Regions from separate parts of the Sus scrofa genome. Here region 2 is linked to region 1. A link is a contact called in public Hi-C data. All regions are on one chromosome and are shown on one strand. The core of a region is the stretch at or near the end of the contact, and the rest is flanking DNA. Distances in the headings are between cores, read along the strand shown. Region 1 overlaps MPHOSPH9 (M-phase phosphoprotein 9). Region 2 overlaps HIP1R (huntingtin-interacting protein 1-related protein).

Region 1 (4,008 bases), core at 1,096-3,595:
AACATTTTAAGGGCCTACTTGAGTGATTCCACATTCCTTTTAACTTTATCCCAAACTTAAAATATAAATGAGAAAAAGAAAAAATTATCTAAAGCCTAAGTTGTGTATAAGTTATAGAATATAAGAGTAAAGAGGAAAACTGAACAGTATGGCCCTGGTAATCAAACATTAACATGCCCTGGACCTCAGTTTCCCAACCTTCCAATGAGGATAACAACATTGACAGATAATACGAGCATCACAAATGCTTATTTTTAGAGGCCCTTGGGTTAAAAAAAAAGGATTGAAGTGCAGGATATAACATTTAGAACTTTGAAAAGATACCAGAAACTCACAAAATCAATGACTAAAACCATAACTAATAATGTTTTAGGAAAAGATACCTTCCAAGTCATCTAGAGGAAGAAACTGGAGTTGTTTCCTTGGATTGGTACGTTGTAATGTAGACACAGGAACAGTATCTAAATCATCCAAAAGTATATCAAATCTATTGAATGAAGCAAGTTACTTGTGAGAAAAAAGTGTTAACTGATTATCTCCACAAGAAAGATGAGCTGGCATCCAGATAACTCACATATTTACATACTTTCAAGAGAAAGCTGGTCATATAATTTTTTTAAAACTGAAACAATATTTTCTAACACAAAATTATATTTACCTACTGGCGACTTAAAGCATTAATCAAGACATTATCTTATTTGATCTTCATAACAACCACATGAAATAAGCAGGTAGGCATTATTATCCCCGTTTTATAGAAGAGGAAACTGAGGTTCAACATGCTTCAGCAATTTCCCCAAGAGCCTGATGGAGCTGGGTCACCAGGCCCCATGTCCTTAGCAGTCAGTGGTCTTCCCACCGCAGCACACTCTGCTGACCACACTTCAGGGGGAGAACAATTTTCTCAGGAGCACAGGTAACCTTACGTTTAGTGCCAGGGTCATACCAGGACAGCCCACTTTTCTATACAAATGGCCCTAAATTTTCCCTGCATCTTAAGCCTTGTCAGTAAAACAAAGAATTATCATTGTATATCCAAAGGCTGGAAGTGGTTCTGAGGTGGTATTTAAATTTTATAGGCGCCAATTTATAAAGTTAACAGTTTTCATGTATTGTAGTACTTTTTTACTTCTAGTATGGCATTCATTTAAATGATTTATATCCATAGAATTCCCATTGACAACTGAAAAATTAGTGATAGCTACAGGCATAAGTTGACTTTTTTATTTTGTCTTTTTTTTTTTTTTTTGTCCTTTTAGGGCCATGCCTACGGAATGTGGAAGTTCCCAGGCTAGGGGTCGAATTGGCTACACCACAGCCACAGCAATGTAGGATCCGACACATGTCTGTGACCTATACCACAGCTCATGGCAATACCAGATCCTTAACCCACTGAGCGAGGCCAGGGATCGAACCCACGTCCTCATGGATGCTAGTTGGGTTCGTTAACCGGTGAACCATGACAGGAACTCAAGTGGACATTTTTAAAAAAACAATATCTATATTTTATTCTACTATTTTACAGAACTTACCGAATCGGACTGCTTTCATTTTTGCTAAGCAGATGACTAAATCCTGGGGACAAATTTTCTTTAGGGGATCGCTTTGGACTATAAGCCACAGTCACTGGTGTTAACATAATCTCTCTTTTTGCTAGAGAGGAAAAGAAGAGGAGTTAGTTTTTCCTTCTAGGTATATACTACGTTGGCAGAACATATTCCTTTTCAGCACTTTTTTTCTAACTTTAAAAGAAATACATTTTCATTGTAACACTTTCCAAAAGATAAATAAGAGTATATGAAATAAAAATAATTCATAATCCTAACATCTAGAGGAAACCACTGTCAACATTTTAGTATATTAGACTGTAGTTTCAGCACTCTGACTCAAAACTGGTTTTTCAGGATTTTAGAAGTCGACTGGAAATAAGATGGAAACACCAGTGCCTAGTGAACATTCCTACTAACAGTCATATCTCCTCAGCAGTTACAGAAACAGAAATTAAGGATACAGAAATCCAATGCCTAACTTTAAAACCATACTTGTAACTGGCTAAAGAAAACGGTGACTAATGCTGAGTAACCTTAGAGTTAAATACCTGGGGGAAAAAACATCTTTTTCCAGGCCAGCTTAATTTGTTTGAACAAATGTTTAAGTACATAGTCATCAAAATAGATAGCTGAGTTGGTCTCAAAAACTGTGAAGTGATATTAGTTGCAAAACACTTGTGGGACACAAGAAAATCTCACTTTGATAAACAGTGAGAATTTCTTCAGTCACAGACACAGCAACTGGGCAGCCAGACAGTATCAGTGGACAAGAGCACACTTAGGGCAACTGTTCAGAGCACTGTACTAGTGCTAGGACAGGAGGAAGGGAAACTGAGAGTCAAACAGTGTGTACAGCTCAGATGTCCCCCTTCCAAGCACAGAAGACCCAGACCTCTAACTCTTACTTGGAGCACATGATTTACGATTTGATGGTGGTAAAGATGACGATCTCTGCGAAGCAGAATGAAATCGCTTTTGTCTTTGCTGGGCACCTTTCTCTGGGGACTGACCAGCGTTGACTGAAGTGTCAGCTTGCCGGGAAGTCACTAATTCTATAACAGAAACATGTAAGAACAAACAAACAAACAAAACAAACCTAGCTTCAGTGATCTGCCTTTATTAACAGATGGTTGGACCAAGCAAGCAATTCTTCTATCTAGATTATAATGATGATTTACACCACATTACAATGATAAAAAAAAAAAAATGCTTGATGAAGAAAAATGTGGGAGTTTATAATGAATTCATTCTGGTTCTCTGTTTACATTTGGCATTCAAGGTGATTTTTCAAGAGAGTTTATTTTTAGAAAGCAGGTCACTAATTTATTTACTAGGAGAAACTGCTTTGGAGATGGAACGCCAGAGACGTTAATGACATGATTAGCAGGCCCCACCAAATACACACCAGAAAAAGTACAAATGCCTGGACCTGTGGGAAAAAAAGGTATTAAACATACTTCTTGTCCCAATGACAGAGGCTCTCTCCCAAGAAAGGGAGAGTAGGCAATGTAACATCTCACCACAAGGGCACCAAATGTCTGTCATACCTTTTTGGTATGAGCATCTAAGACAAACATACAGAAAAATTTTCAAATATCTTTAAGAATGCCATGTGAGGAGTTCCCGTCCTAGCGCAGTGGTTAACAAATCCAACTAGGAACCATGGGGTTGCGGGTTCAATCCCTGGCCTTGCTCAGTGGGTTGGGGATCTGGCATTGTCGTGAGCTGTGGTGTAGGTCGCAGACGCAGCTCAGATCCCGTGTTGCTGTGGCTCTGGCGTAGGCTGGTGGCTACAGCTCTGATTGGACCCCTAGCCTGGGAATATCCATATGCCGAGGGAGCAGCTCAAGAAAAGGCAAAAAGACAAAAAAAAAAAAAAAAAAAAAAAAAAAAAAGAATGCCATGTAAATCTTTAAGAATTAGAACTAATATGTCATTTGCTTTGTATAAAAGGTACATATGTGAGGTGATGATAAATCAACAACTAGGGGATTCAACTATCTAAAATGGGGCTGAAGCAGCAACAAAACAAATTTAACTTTTTATTTCATTACTTGAGGTATTTCATTTTAAGAAGGTAATATCATGGGGGGGAGGGGGCAGAAAAATATATATCTATACTGATGTCAAACAAGGAATAAAATACTTACTATTTGAGGCGTCTTCTTTTTCTGTCTGTGTGCCCCAATTTTTAAATATTTTTTCTTCATCAAGTTCTTTCAAAGCTTTCATGATTGGTGCGTCTGAAGTCTCTCTTTGTTTTTTTATCAATAAACTTGAACTTCCAAGCGAAGGATCCTTTTCCAGAGGAGAATGGTACCTTAAATAATAATTATAAGACACACAGTGCTATGGACTGAATATTTGTGTCTCCCCCAAATTCTTATGTTGACGCTCCAATCCCCAATGCAATGGTGTCTAGAGGAGTGGGGCCTTTTGGGGGTGATCAGGCTGTGAT
Region 2 (4,008 bases), core at 482-2,981, 300 kb before region 1:
TCCAACCACATTGCTGGCTTCCCCTAAGACACCCCCGACCTGGTGATGCTCAGGGCAGCTGACTTCGTGGTCACTGGGATTTCTTCCCAGAATCCCTCTGGGCTCCCCGGGTATCCAGTGACCTCTTAGTCTGGGCCGGGGTGGGGGTGTGGCTGCTTGTCTTTCCCCTCCACCTTCCCATCTTTGACGTACGTTTGTCCCATGACATGTTCACGAGGATCACTTGCTGTGTGTTGGCTTGTTTCTGGTGCCTGGGGTGTGCTACCTATGGGGAAATGACGAGCCCTCTCGTCCCCTTCCAAGGATCCTCATTTCAGCGAAGGAGGCGGGAGATGGGCAGGTATGCTGTGGCAGAGCTGTAAAGAGCCAGACTATGTGCCTCAGTCTGCTTATCTGCCAAATGGAGATAATCCTAGTACCCCATAGAGCCCTGGGGTGGCTACGAGGCTTTACAGGACATCACGGTACCTGGTGCAGAGTAAATGCTGCATTGAGTAGCAGCTAACTGTGCACAGGAAAGCAGGCTGGACTGAAGGAGTCGAGCTAGTGCCTTCATGGGTTCTGTCCCTGCGCACCAGCCTGTAAGTGAGGAGGGTGGGAGCCAGGGCTGCTGGGAGAGGAGCAGATCCGCCGCAGGGGGTGGGCCGACTCGGGAAGGCGGAGAACAGCCCATCCTGGAGGAGTGGTCCTGTGGTGCCCCCCCTTCCAGGACAGCAGGTCCTGCCCCCAGGTGATGCCATCCTCTGAGAGATACTCGGCAGTGTGTGTGTGTTGGGGACCCCAGAGAGGTCAGGGGAAGCCAGCTGTGACTTCCTTGGCAGAACGGCCACCCTCCTGACCTTGCCCCCAGGCCAGCGCCCCATTTGTGAATGAAACCCTCCTGGGCACCGAGTCCAGCAGCTCGAAGTGGAAACTGGGGTTGAGCCTCGGCCTGCTTGGCTGAGGGACAGGGAAACCCAGCCAGCTAACCTGAGAGGCCCGCCTGAAGAGACTCTGCCAGCCGGTCTGCTGTCAGCGATACCCTTCCCCCTGCTCCACCTGATCCCAGGGTGGACTCAAGTATCACCTTGTTTGCTCTCCTGCTCAAGCTTTCCTGGGCTTCCCTAGTTCTCGCGATATTATTCTTCCCAAACACTGCAGCCACACCGTGTTTAGATCTGCTTCACAGAGAGAGAATTCCCTTGTCTCCTCTGAGCCCCTAAGCACAACTCCTGAACCCCCAGATCCTCAGGCAGGGACTGTGTTGACTCCTCTTGTGCCCTAGCACCCAGGAGTGCCTGGCTCAGGGGACACGCTCAGCCTGTGTGCGCTGAATGAATGGGTGCCACCAGGACCTGTGGGTCTCCCTTCTTTGATGTGGCCTCTCGGTGAGGCCTGAAAGGCTGTGGCACCCGCTGTGGGGAGAGATTGAGCCCTTGGAGAAAAGTTCAGTGGACGTGGGATTGTTTTTCCTCTTGCTGAAATAAACACAATTCCCTAAACTGCAATAGGTTCTTCCACCAGGGAGTGACTCAGCCCCCTGGCTTGAGGGACAGACAGGTCTGTGAAGTGATGTCACCAGGGCCCAGGGAAGGAAGCTGCCTGGGCTGGCTTCCTGGCCATCCTGGAGGTGGGACTCCAGCCACATCTACCTCCTCCTCACACGTGTCGCCTGCAGGGCCAGGGGAGAGGTGGTAGTGCCCTTTGCAAACTGCATCCTGGTGAGTGGGCGGATCCTGCCTGGAGCTCACGCCCTCCTGCAGAGAAGGCGGCCACAGCAGCCCTGCCTCCACTTGCGTAAACAGACAGTGTGGGGACCAGGGGGCGTGAATGAAGGGAGGAGTTCAGTCGGCAGGATGGCATTGCTCCACAGACTTCCCGTCTGTTGAAACAACCTTGCTGCAGACTTCTGGCCCAGGGCTCCCTACCGCTTTGCACATGACCACATCCAGCCACCTTCTCGGCTTTAGAAATCCTGTGTTTGCTTTCATTAGTGGCCTTTGAGGCGACAAAGCATTTGAATGACATCTTTCTGTCCTCCAAACAACTCTTGGGAAACCCTAAAGCAGGATAACCCACCTCTCTGCCAGTCTCTGTGCCCTGGCTCTCTGAAGGATGTCTTTGTCCCTGCCAAGTGCCGCCTTTAAGTGTCGTGATAACAGTACAGGGAGGTTGAGGTATGATTCATTTCAGGGTTGATTTTAAAAATAGAATTTGTTTTATAGTTGCGTTTACTATTTAACTCTAGTGGCTAAATTATTAGCTGGAGAAAGAGTCACTCACTGCCTTGCATTTAACCAGGACTTCTGTTTGAAAGTGCTTTTGTTCATTCAAGTGTTCACTCTTTTACTCATCCAGTAAAGATTATTGGCCACCAGGCGCGGATTTGGGGATGGGAGGTACAGCAGGGAGGGGCTAAAACCAACAGGATTCCTTGTGTCAAGTACTTCTGCTCAGGTGTCGGAGGTAGAAACAGAATACATGGTAAACAAATAAGATGGTTTCAGAGAATAAGTGTCCTGGGTGAAAATAACCAGGAGGATGCTCTCGTGTGTGGCTGGGGAAGGCTGCCTGGGAGGGCCGTTTTAGCTCAGAGCTGGGTGGCCCCAGAAGCACAACCAGGCCTGGAGGTGGGACCTGGCTTGCCCTGTTTGAGGGACAGAAGGGGAGACAGTGTGGCTGGAACAGAGAAAGATGTTCCAAGGGTCTTTTTTTTTTTTTTAAATGGCCTCACCCATGGCACATGGAAGTTCCTAGGCCAGGAATCGAATCTGAGCTGTAGCTGCAACCTACGCCACAGCAACAGCAACACCGATCCTTTAATGCACTGCACTGGGCTGGAGATCGAACCTGCAGCTCCACAGGGACCTGAGCCACTGCAGTTGGATTCTTAACCCATGGTGCCACAGTGGGAACTCCCTGAGGGTTTTTTAATGTAATTAATTTTTTCCTTTCTTTTTTTTTTTTTTTTTACGGCCACATCTGTGGCATGTGGAAGTTCCCAGGCTAGGGGTCATATCAGAGCTACACCACAGCCACAGCAATGCCAGATCCGAGCTGCAGCTTATGGCAACACCAGATCTTAACCCACTGAGTGAGGCTAGGGATCGAACCTGCATCCTCATGGATATTAGTTGGGTTCTTAACCTGCTGAGCCACAGTGGGAACTCTTGGAGGGTCTTTTTAATTCCTGCTTCCCAGTCAGGAAAGGGAGAGTTTCTAAAGCAAAGGCTCTCCAGTGAATCCAGGGTGGATGGGACCAGGGTCTGCGGACAGGGGTGCCACAGATCTGTATTTGTCCCATTCACGGGGGCTGGGGTCTCCCCAAGTCCACGTTCCTCTGCTGTGCAGAGCTTCCTGTGACCTGGAGGATGTCCGGTCTCACTGAGAGCGACCAGGGCTTCAGCCTCTGTGGTCCGAGCCCTTGCCAAGGGTGGTGGGTTTCCAGAATGGTGTCGTTGATATGGGTACACATTAGGCTGAGGGTCTGTGGCCCCGCGAGGCACCTGAGCTCCTGCTCCCTCCTCAGTGGCCGTCCTCTCCCCAGGGCCCCACCCCTGACTGTGTGGCTCTTCCTGGGGCCCCTTTACCTGGCGTGAAGCCCCACAGGTGAGGGGGCAAGGACGGGCTTACTGGGTGTAGCTGCTGACCAGTGTCCCAGCTTGGTCGCCTGGCTTGGCTGATAGCATCCACACCCCAAGACTTCGGTCTCAAGCCCCCACCAGGTGCTGAACGTCTTGGGAGCAGCACCTGCTGGGGCGCCTGCCCTGGCCCCACTGCCTCATCCTGGTCTCGTCTCTCTTGAACCGGCACCACCATGCTTTCTCATGTGTCCCTTTCTCAGTTACCCATCCGGGGACAAATGCCATCCGTAGCTCTGTCCAGCCTGGTCTTGGGATTGTCTTCCCAGGTTGACTCTGGCACCAGACTGGGTTTTTATTGGACAAACAAGAACAAGATTGTTCTGGAAGCAGGAGCAGGTGTGTCCTGAAGCTCAGGCTCCCATGGACCCAATGGGGCCCTTGTAAG

Evidence for each region. Hi-C and Micro-C count contacts between places; a contact is called where the count stands out from the background.
Region 2: a contact with region 1 is called in a Hi-C map of embryonic fibroblasts, with 1.9 times the contacts expected there. The contact joins two enhancer-like sites.

The regions. Positions count from the first base shown.
Region 1 is chr14:29,716,343-29,720,350 of Sscrofa11.1, reverse strand. MPHOSPH9 (M-phase phosphoprotein 9) reads right to left here. Exons shown (of 24, transcript XM_021074060.1): 18 at 3,701-3,870; 19 at 2,456-2,602; 20 at 1,533-1,653; 21 at 384-487. Among named protein-coding and RNA genes, the nearest start is that of PITPNM2, 12 kb to the left of the region's middle. Within about 2 kb of position 2,345, at least 7 of the 83 cell types and tissues checked have an H3K27ac peak or open chromatin away from gene starts, as enhancers often do. A contact at or near this core is called in embryonic fibroblasts, where this site is marked.
Region 2 is chr14:30,014,319-30,018,326 of Sscrofa11.1, reverse strand. The region is part of intron 1 of HIP1R (huntingtin-interacting protein 1-related protein); the gene reads left to right. Among named protein-coding and RNA genes, the nearest start is that of HIP1R, 8.0 kb to the left of the region's middle. Within about 2 kb of position 1,731, at least 38 of the 83 cell types and tissues checked have an H3K27ac peak or open chromatin away from gene starts, as enhancers often do. A contact at or near this core is called in embryonic fibroblasts, where this site is marked.